Linked DNA regions of Gossypium hirsutum: regions 1 and 3 are each linked to region 2. The links are chromatin contacts, called in public Hi-C maps. All regions are on one chromosome and are shown on one strand. The core of a region is the stretch at or near the end of the contact, and the rest is flanking DNA. Distances in the headings are between cores, read along the strand shown. Region 1 has its middle 13 kb from the start of LOC107956543. Region 2 holds the start of LOC107953412 (methylesterase 3). Region 3 holds the start of LOC107953403.

Region 1 (2,753 bases), core at 232-2,731, 140 kb after region 2:
TAGTCAATTTGAGATCTAAACGAGTTGCTGATGATACTGTATGCCCTCGGTGCAGATCTGGGGAAGAGGATGTATCCCATGTCTTTCGGTTTTGTCCTGCAGAAATAGATTTATGGCAAATGTTAGATCTTTCTTGGGTTAACAATTCTATGATCCAAAGCTTTTGGGATTGGCTAACCTGGATTTTCAAGAGGAGTGGTCACAAACAATACGTGTTTAACTACATATAGTATATCAATTGTTATATATAAGTAAATTACGAATGTATGATAATTATACGATTATGATATTATAGTGTACTTTTTGTCAAGTGAATGGTCATCGTCATCTGAAACACAAATCAGGGATGGTCAATTTTTTATGTGAGATGGTGTGTCAAGCATTGCCCAAGGGCGGTTAGGATGGACTGGATGGGAAATTTGTATTTGCATTACATCATAAATATATTCTACATATGCATTGATTTAATATTTGTTCCTTATATCATGCTTAAATTGTTATTTATGCTATAAATTAAATAGTTTACTGTTTGCATGATTATATATAATGATTTAAGATTAGTCTCACATTGAGCTGTCGTATGCTTACTCCCCCTTTTCCTTACCTCTCAAGTAGCACAGAAAACTAGAACTCGAAATGGCATCAGAGGGGCTCGGACTAGCAACTCATTTTCCTTTGTCGTTATATTAAAAGATTCTATTAAAGCTATCTTTAATTATTTAATTTTGGGATTGAAATTATTAAGTATTTTCTTGTTTTCTGTAATGGACATTTGAAATTCTTTAACTTATTTATTTTAAAGCATGACATCTGGTTAAAAAAAATCTGATATTTGCATGCTTTTCGATATAGAAAACCATTACTTTAAAATGTTTTTCCGTTACTTTATAAATACTTAAATGTTTTGATAAAAACTCTTTAAAACCTAATCGTTTTTTCAAAATTACACCTCAACAATATTGTAATTGAATTGATAAGTAAAGCTGGTTTAAATTAATGAATGTTTTTTCTAAAAAAAATGATATTCACATAAATCAACTCAAGTAAAAAGAATGTTCTTACAGGATCACCTCGGTGATTGAATGTAACGCTTTTGACTTTGTCGAAACTCCTAAGTCAAGTCAGGGGTGTTACAAAAAAAAATTAATTGGAGTGGATTTAATATTGAAATTAAAACACTTTATGAGATATTGTATTTATATCAAATAATTATCCAAAATTATATTGAAAACGTAATATATATATAAATCTTAAATATTTTTTCATTTTAACAGAAATTTTTTAATTTAAATTTTCGTTGAACTTTATGGTTTCCCACATTGGTATGTTCTTCCCTAGTAAATATTTCCGTGTTTCATAAAAGCATGATATTGATCTTTATAATATTATATACTATTTTGGGTGAGTAGTATTATGGCTACTTTGACAATATGATATAAATGGGAATTTTTCATTTCAAAGACAATATAAGCTGTTCTGATTGTGACTTGTAGAGAAGAAGACGAAGGCTAAATGCTAAATCTATATATAGTGTCCCGACTGGTGACTGAGTATATGTCCTAAGCAGCTTAAACTCTTTCTAAGAACATGATGGCAGTACTGTTTGTATATCTTGGATTTATGGTTTTTGGAATAATTTTTCTTTGTTTTCTCTATCATTTCGTAGACAACAATGGCCTCCCTCGAAACTGGCCACTTGTTGGGATGATTCCCACGTTACTTCTTAACATCCATCGCCCTCACGATAAAGATGCCCAAACCCTCAGACGAAGCAGTGGCACCTTCTTTTATACAGGACTTTGGTTTACTAACACTAGCTACTTAGCTACCTCGGATCCCGAGAATGTGCGTTCTATATTGAGCTCCAACAGTTCTGTTTATTTGAAAGGTCCTGAATGGCTGAAGCAGTTTGATATCTTCGGCGAAGCACTTTTCAATTCCGACGGTGAGGCATGGAAACGTCACCGCAGAGCTTTCCATGCTTTCTTGAATCACCCTCAGTTCCGGCAATCACTTTCAAAGGTTCTCCATCAAGTATAGAGGAAGCGCTTGTTAAAGTTCTTGAATATGTTTCTGGACGAGAGATGGTGGTGAACTTGCAAGATTTGTTGGTAAGGCATGCGTTTGACATTGGTTGCATAATGGGCGTGGGCTTCAACCCTGGGCTGCTCTCCATTGAATTCCCTGAGAATCGATTCCACGAAGCCGTGAGTGATACTTTTGAGGCAGCTTTTTACAGATATGTAATGCCTGACAGTCTTTGGAAGTTGCAGAGTTGGCTTCAGATTGGAAAAGAGAAGAAACGGAGTGATGCTTGGAAGGCTTTCGATGATCTTTTAACACAATTTATATCGACCCAACGCCACAAATCCAAGAAATCAGTGGCATCCTCAGGCTCAAATGAAGAGAATGATTTCAATTTCTTGAACTGTTACCTGACAGGACATGAGATAACAGGCCCAACACCAAAAGACAGTCTTATAAGAGACAACCTTGTACATTTTTTGTTTGCCAGTGATGGTACTTACAATTTAACTCTCACTTGGTTCTTTTATCTCATCTCCAAGGCACCCATGGTTGAAAACAAGATCAGAGAAGAAATAAAGAGACACTTATCAATGACACAAGTAGAGGGGGGCTTGCAAATACCATCCAACTACGACGAGTTGAGTAAGCTAACATATCTTCATGCAGCGTTGTGCGAAACCCTAAGACTACATCCACCGGTTCCGTTCGAATTCAGAACATGTACA
Region 2 (2,876 bases), core at 348-2,847:
AAAAACCTCAGCAGATAAATGTGACTCATTCGCCCCTTTCTAAAATGTGCCATGACCATAGACTTCTTCAGAATTATCTTACCGAAATTCATGTTTATTGTCCTGACGAACTTCTTTGAATACCTTCGCAGTGTCAAAGCTCACATCACATAATCTCCCATCACTTTTTTACACCTCATTTCTCTAACATTTTCAATCACACATCATATATCTAACATAAGTATACACTCAAGTAGGCTATACTCATTTTCTTAATCAAATCAGACTTCAATACACGTTTCACACACATAAACACAAACATGTATCACAATATGCGTCCCAAGCACACACTCACACACATAATTGCTTCAGAGAATCACTTACACCCACACATACAAATCATTACATACTTAACTCACAAGAACATTATACTAAGATTATATTTTTTTTCAACAATCATTTAAGTACTCATGCATCGTTATTGGAACATCAATTACAAGAGTCTATCTAGAAGAATTTGTAGGAGTCGACATTACGGACTCACATGATACTCACCCATTGTAGCTCGAAGCTTCAACCCAGACATCCTTCTCAAACCAGCAACAACAATTGTTTAAAGAACATATATTCACTATTACAACCCTCATGCACACAAATTTCATGACATCTAAATCGTAGATAACCCCATGCAAGACCTTATACTAACAACTTATTGTTCGTATACCCCTTACAAATTTACTCTTTCAAAACTTAACATGCAGAACCGTAAGACTTACTCAGAGATGGAACAACCACTGATTAAACCTTTCCCATAAGAATTTTAGTCAAGGACTGACCTTGGGGCACAACTTAAACACTTTCATCTTGTATTTTTAAATTTAAAGTAAAAATGTATGGATTTATGCCCATCTTGTGGGTGTTATCCACCGGCCAACCATTTTTTAAGAGTACAGAAAATCAGTCCTGATTTTAGCCCCCGTCTAACAGAGTTTTCCCCACTAAAGTGATTTTCAGAATTAGGGTTGTAAATGAACCGAGTTTGAACAAACAAACATCTATTCATGTTCATTTGTTTAATGGTCACGAACATGTTCATTTAACTTAATCAAACATGTTCACGAACATATAATTGAACATGTTCACGAGCAATGTTAATAAATAACAAACAAACAAACAAACAATAAATACATACACACACATATTGTTTAGATATAAAATAGTTAAATATAAATATTAATAATTATATTATAAATAAAAACAATACAAACTAAGATAATTTTATTAATATATACTAAGATAATTTTTATAAGAAAATATCATTAATAAATAAACGAGTCATAAACGAGTTAATAAACAAGCTTATAAACGAGTTTGTTCGTGAACATAAACGAACCGAACACACCTCAATTCGTGTTTGTTCGTTTATTAAACGAATATAAAAATTTTGTTCATACTCGTTTATTTAACTTAATAAACAAATGTAAATGTTCATTTACACCCTATCTAGAATATATTTCTCCACTTTGGAGTCAACCGCAAAATCGAAAGAGAGAAACCCATCTTCATATCGTTGTTTTGGTCCCCATGCACTTCATTGAAAATGAGAAGAAAAAAAAAACTGACACAAATGATTTATAAACCCATATTAATATACTATTTTTTCTAGTTAATTTGACATTCCAACTGAATGATTTATAATATTGCATTCAACCAAAGTTTCAAGTGAAGAGCTTTGTCCATAACCAGATAATACCCAACACCCAACCTAACAACATGTATCAGATTTGGAAGCTCATGCTCTTAGTTTCACTTTTAATTTGCCACCTTCTATCCAAGGTGCCGGGAACATCATCGGAGCCACCAAAGCACTTTGTGCTGGTTCATGGGTCTTGCCATGGCGCTTGGTCATGGTACAAGGTGGTGCCACTGCTAAAATCAGGTGGCCACAATGTTACCGCCTTAGACCTGGGTGGGTCAGGGGTTGATCCACAGCAAGTCAACACTCTGAGATCGATCTCTGATTACATAAAGCCCTTGAGGGAATTCATGGCATCGTTACCCGATGAAGAAAAAGTGGTGCTTGTTGGTCACAGTTTAGGCGGTTTGGCCATCTCTCAAGCAATGGAAATGTTTCCGGAAAAAGTCGCTGTAGCAGTTTTTGTGACAGCCTCCATGCCTGGTCCAACACTCAACGTTTCCATTCTCATTCAGAAGGTACGCATGCAATGATGCAATGATCCCTTTTATTATTGAATAAATTATTGAAAAGAAACTAGTTTGTTTTTGTTGAAAGGCATTACGTGATCAAGATTCCCAAATGGACAACCATTATACATACGATGATGGGCCTAGCAGCCCTCCAACCACCTTCACTTTTGGTCCAATGTTCCTCTCTTCTAAAGTCTACCAGCTCAGCCCACCTGAGGTACGATTCTCTCATTACTGCTTCGGCTGAGTTTTTAATAAATTACTTGGTAATTCCGGTAAAAATTCATATACTATTTAAAATTTTAGAATTTAGAGATAATAATCTTTTTTAATAGAAAATAAAAAAATATATGTAAAAAATTAGAAAAAAATAAAAAAAAAATATTTTTATTGTTTTCATTAAAAATATTTTGTAAGAATGAAAATGATTAAAACAAGGACTATTAATTTTAGATGAACCGCCCCTAATTTTTAGTCTCTTTTCTTTCTAATTTCAAAATGCATGTTTTAAGCTTTTTTATTAAATTTATTGGTGTGAGATTCCGAAACTCATCTATAACCATGTAACTAAGAAAATGACATCGTAATGTACATGAATTTAATGAAATTCTGCATTATATAAAATACTTGTCACATCTTAAATCTATTTATAAAATCTAAAAGAAATGTATGAATAAAAATTTAATTGC
Region 3 (2,800 bases), core at 173-2,672, 230 kb after region 2:
AACTGCAGCTGTGCACTCATTTTTTGAGGCACTACTCATCCAGTCTAGGTTATAAATTTTGTCCAAAGTCTCAAAAATTGTTGACACATTACTCCTCCTAACTTTGACAGAAAATATCTCCCCATTTGAGCTTATGTTAGTATGATTGTTCAATAATGTCTCGAACCATCCACTCCCGGATCTCTGCATTGACATAATGGCAAAATACTGGACTGGGTTGCACGCACATTCAGCCCTAATCACACACAAAAAATTAATCCCATATTTATATCTGAAAACTGAAACCAAACTTAGGAGGACTAAAATCATTCTCTTACCTGCTATAAGTTTTGGGGTTCGGATAGTGTACGTAAGGAATTTCCCATGGCTCAATATTAGGTTCTGGACAGGGCTTTTGGACCACTCTAAAATTCAAAAATTCAGTGGTGCTGCCAGTGCTTATTTGCTTCAAACAAATCGTGCAGATATACACTCCACAAACCATTACAAAAAACAATACAACCGTCCTCAACACCAATGGAGACTTCTTTGACGACTTTAGGATGAAAGAATCCTGAAATTCAATGAATCTGCCAGATATTAATAACAAATTATACCAATAAAGCAAAAAAAAAAAGATAAAACAAAGCAGAACTTTGTTATTGATAAGTCATTAAATGGAGCTTGTGAAAGAGATGATGTGGGCATTCTTATAGCACTGAACTGAACTCTGATCTGATTTAGCTAGAAGACTCAGCTGTGAGTTGAGCAATACATTAATTGGTTTAATTTAATATGCAATTAGAATTAATTGATTAATCACGTTTAACGTAAATAAATAAACCAACATGCACATAAATATCAAAGAACATATCTTTCATGAAAATGAAATCTGGGTATTGTGAATTGACGATAGAAAACAAGCCCCGCTCAAGATATGGGTTTACAATACAAAGATCAGTTTTCTGTGCGTGTGCACGGAAAAATAGATCAGTATATTCGCATGACACTAAAATATGAAAAATGAAATAATTAATAGAATCTTTAATCTCACTCAAGATAACGACAATGAAACCCCCCAAAAAAACACACTCCTACAAAAGGGAAAAGGGGGGGGGGGAACTGACCTTGGTGAAGAAACAGAGATCGTCGGCCATGACTATGAGAGCTCAAAAAGTAAAGCAATCAAATGGCATTGGCAACTCCTTTATCAATGGGATTTTGTTGTTCACTCAAATGATAAAAAGGGAAGAAGCTAATAGCTTTGATCTTTCTTATCTTTCAAACAAAACTGGAATTCTTTATTTTGATTTTAAATGAAAGTAGAAAAGGAATGAGATTAATTATGGCGGAGATTAGAACAAAATGATTGAAGGCTGTTTGTTTGTTCCTAAATCCCGTTTCTGAAGCAACGCTCACTCTGCTTTGCTTTCTGCACATCCTTTACAGTCACATAACCCCTTTTTAATAATCGTAGCTGCGAGTACGGAGCAAGCACAAAACGATGGCGTTTTGTGGACAGGTTCCGTTTTAATTATGTGATGATGACTTGTTGGTAACGGACTTATGCTTTTTATAAAAGGACCATTTGTTTAAAAAATGTTACTTTAATTCTTTTTCATTAACAAAAGCAAGCTTTTTTAACCTTGTAATAAATTATGGTCTCACATACCTTTCCATTCCTTCGCTTTCTCTTTATAATATTGTGATCAGATGTGTACTTGATTTAGATCCCTCAATTTCTCATGCATTATGTACATTTTGTTTTTTTTTATTAATTATAATAAAAATTATTAAATATATTAATTTTTTACACAACTGCGACGTATTTATTAAATTATGGAGGGAGTCAATCATATATATATAATCATGGATGAAAATCTTGAATTAAAAAAAAGGGAAAATTTGTATAAAAAAAACAATATTATCCTTGGACAAAGCAATGGGTTATTTAAAATTTAATAAGTTAATCATGTCATTTTAAGCAGATGGTTAAAAGAATAAAATACTAAATTTATGATAAAATTAAAACAAAATAGAGCTTTGGTAATAATGCTTCTTTTTTTTTTATAATTTTCCATGAGTTGGAATTCGATTGATGAGTGTTATCATTAATTAACTAGACTAGTAGTATTAAGAGTTAATTTGCCATAAATATATATTGGGAATTAAATTAATCAAGTTATTTGTTTTGAAAAAAAAAAGAAATAATTATAAAATAATTACAAAAACAATTGTAATCCGTTTTTGAAGAATTACGTAAGATCTGGTTCGATAAAATTAGTCGAGCTTTATTGCCTCACAGAACATTTCGGATAATATTATCACAGCTCAAGAGGTAATCCATACGATGAAGCAAACCAAGATTAAAAAGGGTTAGATGGTGGTAAAGGTTGATCTTGGAAAAGCTTACAACAGGCGATTATGCTATGTGTCTTGTCTGCCTCAATGCAACTTTTTGGGAATGGTTTTATTTCTGATTCGTTCATTCCAACAAGAGGTGTTCGGCAAGGTGATCCTCTGTCAACATATCTTTTTGTTTTGTGTATGGAATTGTTAGGCCACTTAATTGAAGCGACAGTTGATCAGCAGCTATGGGAACCAATAATGCTTTCTCATTGAGCGCTAGGTGTGTCACATCTATTTTTTACAAATGATTTAGTGTTGTTCTGTAGAGCTGATGACTCAGGAGACGTTTGTCTCAAGCATGTCTTAGACACCTTTTTTCATTTTGCTGGTCATCGTGTTAACAAGCAAAAGACTCAAGTTTTCTTTTCATCTAATGTTAGGGACGAGGAAGCTAGGAGTGTATGCTCTAAAC

What was found. A called contact is a pair of places that touch in the nucleus more often than the background predicts.
Region 1: a Hi-C map of leaf shows a contact between it and region 2, with 2.6 times the contacts expected there. The contact joins the enhancer-like site here to the promoter of LOC107953412 in region 2. A contact is called at or near these places in 5 of 34 Hi-C or Micro-C datasets (all in leaf).
Region 3: a contact with region 2 is called in a Hi-C map of leaf, with 2.1 times the contacts expected there. The contact joins the promoter of LOC107953403 here to the promoter of LOC107953412 in region 2. A contact is called at or near these places in 7 of 34 Hi-C or Micro-C datasets (callus, leaf and seedling).

The regions. Positions count from the first base shown.
Region 1 is chrD12:3,325,374-3,328,126 of Gossypium_hirsutum_v2.1, reverse strand. It overlaps the pseudogene LOC107953407. Among protein-coding and RNA genes, the nearest start is that of LOC107956543, 13 kb to the right of the region's middle. Within about 2 kb of position 1,481, at least 3 of the 9 cell types and tissues checked have an H3K27ac peak or open chromatin away from gene starts, as enhancers often do. A contact at or near this core is called in leaf, where this site is marked.
Region 2 is chrD12:3,462,079-3,464,954 of Gossypium_hirsutum_v2.1, reverse strand. LOC107953412 (methylesterase 3) reads left to right here and starts at 1,597. Exons shown (of 3, transcript XM_016888717.2): 1 at 1,597-2,193; 2 at 2,273-2,404. The coding sequence starts at 1,753.
Region 3 is chrD12:3,228,182-3,230,981 of Gossypium_hirsutum_v2.1, reverse strand. It overlaps LOC107953403, which reads right to left and starts at 1,422. Exons shown (of 6, transcript XM_016888709.2): 1 at 1,107-1,422; 2 at 318-553; 3 at 1-235. The coding sequence starts at 1,136.